Linked DNA regions of Danio rerio: region 2 is linked to region 1. Evidence: chromatin contacts called from public HiChIP or PLAC-seq data. All regions are on one chromosome and are shown on one strand. Each heading gives the region's core, a stretch centred on a gene start, on an enhancer-like site or on the middle of the called end of the contact. The rest is flanking DNA. Distances are from core to core; before and after follow the strand shown. Region 1 holds the start of kcnh8 (potassium voltage-gated channel, subfamily H (eag-related), member 8). Region 2 holds the start of kat2b (K(lysine) acetyltransferase 2B).

Region 1 (3,523 bases), core at 242-2,741:
TGCAAAAAGCTCATATACACAGCGTAGTATGCACAGTGGCCAGCATAAACAAGTACACCCAATACAGTTTTCAGCACATTACAGTATTCGGCACATACCGTATATATATATATATATATATATATATATATATATATATATATATATATATATATATATATATATATATATATATATATATATATACATACAGTGGTTTCCCCCACAGTCCAAAGACATGCGGTAGATGTGAAATGGGTAAGCTAAATTGTCTGTAGTGCATGAGTGTAAATGAGAGTGTATATATATTATCAATTTGCAATTTTTATTAAGTTGCAATACCCCATTTGACTTTGAATGAATAATTAATTTTTTACTCCTAAAGATGCTAGTGGCCACAATTTGACTGCTTAATAGGTTTAACTAGAAGGTCGCTGGTTCGAGTCCTGGCTGGGTCAGTTGGCATTTCTGTTTGAATGTTTTCCCCATGTTTTCCCCAATGTGGCGTGGGTTTCCTCTGGGTGCTACAGTTTCCCCCACAGTCCACACACATGCCCTATAGGTAAATTAAAAAAACTAAATTTGCCATAGTGTCTGGATATTTCCTAGGTCTGGGTTGCAGCTGGGAGGGCATCCGCTGTATAAAACATGGATAAGTTGGCGGTTCATCCCCTGTGGTGACCCGTGATGACTAAAGAGACTAAGCCAAAAGGAAATGAATGAATGAATGAAGGAATAAATGAATAAATAAATGAAGGAATAACTGTTTAATAAACAGTTTTAAATGCACCAAAATAAATATATTGTCTGTATTTACTTGATCTGCATTATAATATAAATTTTCAAAAGCGAGTGACTCGTTGCTATATATATGTGTTTGTGTGTTTGTGTGTCTGTGTTCTAATGTGTTATATAAAGATTAATAAAAATATATATTTTAAAAATGTATTTTATTGAGCCACATAGTGACAACATATATTTACATGTACAATATGTTTAGCTGAAAACAATATATGGTTATTGCTGATTATTTATACCTTACACAAATATTTCCATAGTAGGCAAACAAAAGGGGATCACACACACAAACACACACACACACACACACACACACACACACACACACACACACACACACACACACACACACACACACATATGTATATGTGTCTCCTAAAGAGATAGTTCAACCAAAAATAAAAATTGTGTCACAATTTACTCTTATTTCAAACCTTTTTGATTTATTTGTCATGTGTTAAACGCTGAAGATTTTATTTTGAATGTTAGAAACCTGTAACCATTCACATAGATAGTAGCCTATTTGTTCCAAGTAAATCATAGATTTGGAGCCACTTGCGGGACAGCAAGTTTTAATTTTTTGGTTGGACCAGCCCTTTACTCTTTAAATGTGAACAGATAAACCGAAATATTGCGCGCCACATCTGCTTGTATATTAATTTTCACGAGCTGCTTTTACTGACCGATCGCGCGCCATTTACCTGACGCGCACCTGCGGGCGTCACTCCCAGGGACACGGGGGCGCGCATTCCCATCCAGCCTGAGCCTGCCCGCGCGCTCGTGAAGGAACGGGATCCTCCGTGTCTCAGTCCGCTGAAAGCTCAGTTTCACCGGAGTGCATCAAACAGAATCCATACCTTTGTCTCTGACATCGCAGCATCACTTTGATGGGGAATACGATATCAGGGCGGGAAAATGCCTGTTATGAAGGGATTGCTCGCTCCACAGAACACATTTTTGGATACTATAGCGACGCGTTTTGACGGCACACGTGAGTTATCGAGATGGCAATTTACCCTGTTTGTGTGTAAAAAGGTTTTGGGCTCTAAGGAGACGGTTTAGTTTGTTGTACATGACATAAAGTAGCCTACTTTGTTTACAAATGTTTGTTTAAAAAAAGTAAACTAAAATGATTCAATGACAACATATTAAAAGCATTGTGATTGATAAATATTCAAATGAGTTTAAAACCTAGCAAATTAAATTCGCTGCTTAAAAGTTAATAAATTAAAATAGATTACATTCAAAAGTATTTTTTCAACAAAAATTGTTATATTATAAGGCTAAATTAAGACAGTATTTCTATCTCGCCTTCACCAAATTATACCAACAGATTTAATTAAACCCGTCATGATTTTTTTAAATACAAACAGTCTGGAAATTAGCAATTTAAAGTGAAATTATTTTCAAAGTCAACACAGAATAATGCACAGTACTTTTTTGTAGATTTTGTTAAAGATTAGAGTGCTTTTTACAAGAAAAAAACTTAAAGGGGTCCTGCAGTTTCTTAATAGTGTAGGTCCTTGCAAACTAAAGTGCACAATATTTCAGTGTATATTATATGAAAAATGTAAACAAAAATGCCAAGTGTGTTCTATTTTTAGAACATCATCATACATATTTATAAATTGTAAAGATATACAATTAATTTCAAGCAAAATTTTGCACAAAACAAAAATTATAACCAACAAAATTTCAATTAAATTTTTCAATTTTTTTACTTCTGTATTTGATATTTTTCTGTAACATTTACATGTTGGTGTACTAGTTTTTGGACTGTTGTCTTAAGTTATTAAAGTAGTTGAGCTTCAGATTTGATTTTAGTACTGACTAATCTAATGTATATGCACAAATATAATACTGTCTAGCTTCCTATAAAAATAGGAGTTTAAAAGATAGATTTGTGAGGGGTGTACTTATATATGCTGAGCACTGTATATATATTCATACTTCTGGGATATATTCATTTTTGGGAGCATAATGCTTCTCCAAAGATTTTTTTTTTCTTTTTCTTTCTTTCATGTTTGTATGTTAGTATTTGTATTTTATTTTTTATTTTTGCTGGACAATCCATACAATACAACACATGTTTTGTGCATCAAAAGCAAAGTACTGCTCTTAGGTCTGAGCCTAAGCATCTGCCAGCTCAGCACCATGGACAGCGCACAAGGGCAGCCCCTCTTGGTTAAAGCACTTGGGCTGCTTTGATGTTTAGATCAGTGGCCACTGACATCCATTTCAGTTCTTGGAGATCTGAGGAGTTAGAAGAGTGCGATCTCAACTATGTGCAGGCCCACTGACTTACATGTCAGTGTATCACTTGGCTGACCTAACGCTTATCTTTCATGCAGAGCTCAAGCAAGGTTAACTGAGATAACAGTAGCGATCGGAGGGCTATTGAAATAAGGTTCAGGCTAGATCATGCATGAAAAAAAGACCGTCTTAACATCCTGATGAAATCCCTTGCGTGGCCCCAGGTAACGACCAGCATCGATCAAATATAATTGGTCGACCACAGAACAGTCAGACAGTTCTTCATCTCAAGGCATATTGTGCAGTGGTAAAAATACGCCTGCCTTTCTTTTGTGCGATAAAAGTTTACTGATTTCACAGAGCAAAGCCTGTCAGCTTTTATCGCTTTGTTTTGGTGTCCTAATAGAAAGAACTTGTACGATTCTGCCTTATCACTGCGTTCAGATAACTTGTTTGCCACTCGACTGTCTCTAAGGCTTGAGAAATGAGACTG
Region 2 (3,670 bases), core at 26-2,525, 230 kb after region 1:
CAAAAATATCTTTTAAATTTTAAGTAATATATTGCCCCTTTGTGTTTTGAAATCAAGCACTAAAATATGATTTTTTTTCTCTCTTACACATTGTTAAAACATTGGTACTTCGTTGTCTAAAAAGGAATTGAAACTTATCAGAAGTCATGGCACCTTTTTGCTATTTTATATAAATAATAATATTAATTGCAACATAAAATTCTGTAGATCACAACATTTATTTTTTAATTCAGAAGAAGTGTCATCTAGGCATGGGCCGGTATAAGATTCTGATGGTATGATAACCTTGGATAATAATATCACGGTATTGTGCTGTAAAATATATTCTTTTCAAAAGTCTGTGTATAAAAAAAAAGCTTTTTCCCCTTTAAACACAATACATTTTATTTTGAGAAACATTTCCGAAATATTTTAACATTAAACATGTCAAGCTAAATAATTAAAATATATATTTGACTTCTGGTGTCTTTATACGTTTCTTTACAATTTAAAATGTTATTTTTGGATTTTTTTTTTGCTGGAGATACTGTTGTCCTAAAAACAAAGACCAAAAAAAAAAAAAATCACACGTACACTTACACGTACCTTAGGAATGGTATAGCAGAAAATTTTAGCAGTTTTAAAACTTTGACTTTTCCAAACTCCGGTATACCTTGAAAACGGTTATCGTCCCATGCCTAGTGTCATCAATTGTTTACAGAATAAAAGATAAATTACGTTATTTTTTTATATTTTTATATTTTACCATCTAAAATTCATCACAGCATCATAAAATTATTTACTGCATATATTACATTAGGGCTAGGCTGTTATTTATAACAATGATGTTATTCATACTTCAAGAAGCCTTTGGTTTAAATCTCTGCAGACAAACTAAACCCAATCAAAAATGGCATTCTGGCCTGGTCAGGCTGGTTTTAGAGAAGTTTTGGAGACTATTAAACTGGTCGGTCCAACTTCTGGGCTAGATAAATCAGCAGCTTAGTCGGGGATGGGAGAATTTTCAAAGCAGTAATGTGCCTACAAATCCTGTCTAACGCTTTTAATGTATTTGACCTTGAGTGTTCTCTCAGAATCTCGGCATATTTGTATCCCTCTCCGAATAATAACGGGATATTCATTCCGTGCCTCCCCTAGTGGAGACGAAGCGGATTTACAATGTCAAATAAAAAAGCAGGGATGAACGCCATGTCTGATCCCGCTGTTGAGGGGTAGAGAGAGCGAATACAGCGGGCGGACTTCGAGGATTCGAGCCGGAGCGCGCAAGCAGGTTCGATGTCGGAAAGCACGGGGATCCCTCAGGGCTCCCCGGCGGTGGGCGCGGCAGGCTCGGCTCCGGCTGCTCCAGGAGTCGGTGGAACCGAGTGTTCGGGCGCTGCTGTCGGTTCTGCACGTATCGCCGTCAAGAAGGCGCAGCTCCGCTCCTCCCCGCGTCCGAAGAAACTGGAGAAACTCGGCGTTTATTCCTCGTGCAAGGTAAGTTTTAACGGAAAACCATTGTTTACGTTTACAGTGTGGAGGAGAGGTTCGCGTTTATTTGTTTATCTGACCGCCGAAAGTAGCTGTTACCTTACTTTACCCACTCTTGAATCTGCAAGCACAGCACAAAAAGCCGTTGCTTTGTCCTCCATTCTTTTAAACTGCGAATGCGTGTTTCTTTATGCTAGCCAACTAAATTAAGTGCTTAAACCAAAATGTATCCATGAAGTGCTCATTTCCGTGATCTGCAGAGATACTACCGCTGTGTTTACCCGTAACGTAGTGGGCAAAATGACGTGCACACTTGGCGCTCGAGTCTTGTTTACAATTTATTTCTTCTTTCGGCAGTGATTTTTGTTGATTTTTTTGTTTGTGTTTTGTAAAGTCGCACTGGACTCGTTGTGCTTTAGTGCGAGAGTTTTGCCACAACACAACACTCAATCTGAAGTTGATTACTCAAGAGGTGAAAGCGGCGTCTTTGTTTTGACAGGATGACAGCTGCTGAAGGGGCGTGGTCTGTTACTGGGGGCGCGGTGTGTTGCTGGGGGGCGTTGTCTGCTTATCAGATCAGGCACTAGAACCATACGGAGAGCCAAATTACTCATGTTGAAATATTTCAATAACTTGCATTATTGAATTGTTAATAAAAACATTGAAATAACTATTAGGCTACATAACAAAGCATCAATAAATTGGATTTGACATTTTTAGCATTAGTTTTGCTTTTCTTTTGTTATCAGATAAGGTTTCGTTTAATGCCATCATGAAGTAAAAATGACTATTTTATTGACTTTGTAGTGTTATAAATGATGTACTTGTATATCTTACTATTAATATTCTTTAATAAAAAAAAAGTTTTTTTTCTCTCTCTCATACCACAACATCTCGATGATGTAAGACTACAATAAAGTTGTATTAATTAATGAACTCACTAATGTAATGTAAAACTAACATGAATAAACATTGAACATATACCTTTATCACAGTTTATTTATCTTTGCTAATGTTAATGGAAATAAAGTTTACATTTAGTTCATGTTAACAATGCATTGACTTATGTTAACAAGCACCGATTTGGATTTTAATGATGTATTAGTATATGTTGAACTATGATTAATAAATCTTGTACATGTATTGTTTATTAATATTTATGTAGTAATGTTAATAAATCCATTAACTTATGAAACCTTATTGTAAAATGTGACCGATGATGTGTTTACTGTGAGCCTGTCACTCAACATTTATCTAGGTCTACATGAATTGAACTTATTTTCGAAACAATCATGTTTAATAGTGGAATTTGTGCAGAACTACTACATTATTCATAATGTCATGCTGAATATCAGAGTGTTATCAAGCATTGCTGAAATATTTGAAGAAATTTGCATATTTTGCAAGCAACTTAAAATAAATAGTTTCTAAAAACAATTTGTTAAAGAATTAGTCATGATGTACACAGTCTTGCACCTCTTTCTTTTTGTCTAATTTTCATTTGGTTCAAAGCTTGTAATGCTTTAATGAACTTTAGTAAAAATACCTACGGGAAAAAGGAATGGGATAAATGCAAAAAAAGAAAATAGTGGGCAGTTGCACTTTATAATGGGCATCACTTTTTTTTAGAATGGAGTGTGGTTAGGGATGTTTCAACAATCGTGTAATGGTTTAATTTTAAGTAATTTGTTCTTCTTTAGAAACAAGCCCATCAGCAATCATAGATTAAGTAATATAGTTCTTCAGTTTGTAGTCCTAAAGCCTTTAAATTCAGAATTTTCTGTACATAATCAGTATACTTGTTTTCTTGGTGCATGTATAAAATTATACAATTTTGGATTAGTCGTCCTTAAATAAAATAAAATATTTTATTTGTTACTGTTTATTATTATGAGCTTCCTAATACAGGCCTGTAGCCAGCCTGGTGAAAGGGGTGGTTTGTTTTTCTCAAAAAGTTTACCTTCTTGCATTTATTCGCCTCATTTTCTATTTAATTATGAGGTTTAAATACTGCATTGTAGTGACATATTAAGCATTTTTGCTTGATTGTTGAATGGTTATCATACCCACATGTTTGATGTACCAAAAACATTTCTTAAAGATTTAGAATAAAGAATAAAAGATAAAAAAAACAATATTAAAAAATATATTTTTAAATAACATATTGTAGCGTATTGTCATTTATTAGGCAAATAACAAA

What was found. HiChIP or PLAC-seq counts read pairs in DNA pulled down with a chosen protein or histone mark.
Region 2: an H3K4me3 HiChIP or PLAC-seq map of embryo shows a contact between it and region 1, with 3 times the contacts expected there. The contact joins the promoter of kat2b here to the promoter of kcnh8 in region 1. A contact is called at or near these places in 2 of 4 datasets of contacts at active chromatin or transcription factors (caudal fin and embryo).

Annotation. Positions count from the first base shown.
Region 1 is chr19:22,893,645-22,897,167 of GRCz12tu, forward strand. kcnh8 (potassium voltage-gated channel, subfamily H (eag-related), member 8) reads left to right here and starts at 1,492. Exons shown (of 18, transcript XR_012395037.1): 1 at 1,492-1,768.
Region 2 is chr19:23,123,250-23,126,919 of GRCz12tu, forward strand. It overlaps kat2b (K(lysine) acetyltransferase 2B), which reads left to right and starts at 1,276. Exons shown (of 18, transcript NM_001045034.1): 1 at 1,276-1,476. The coding sequence starts at 1,276.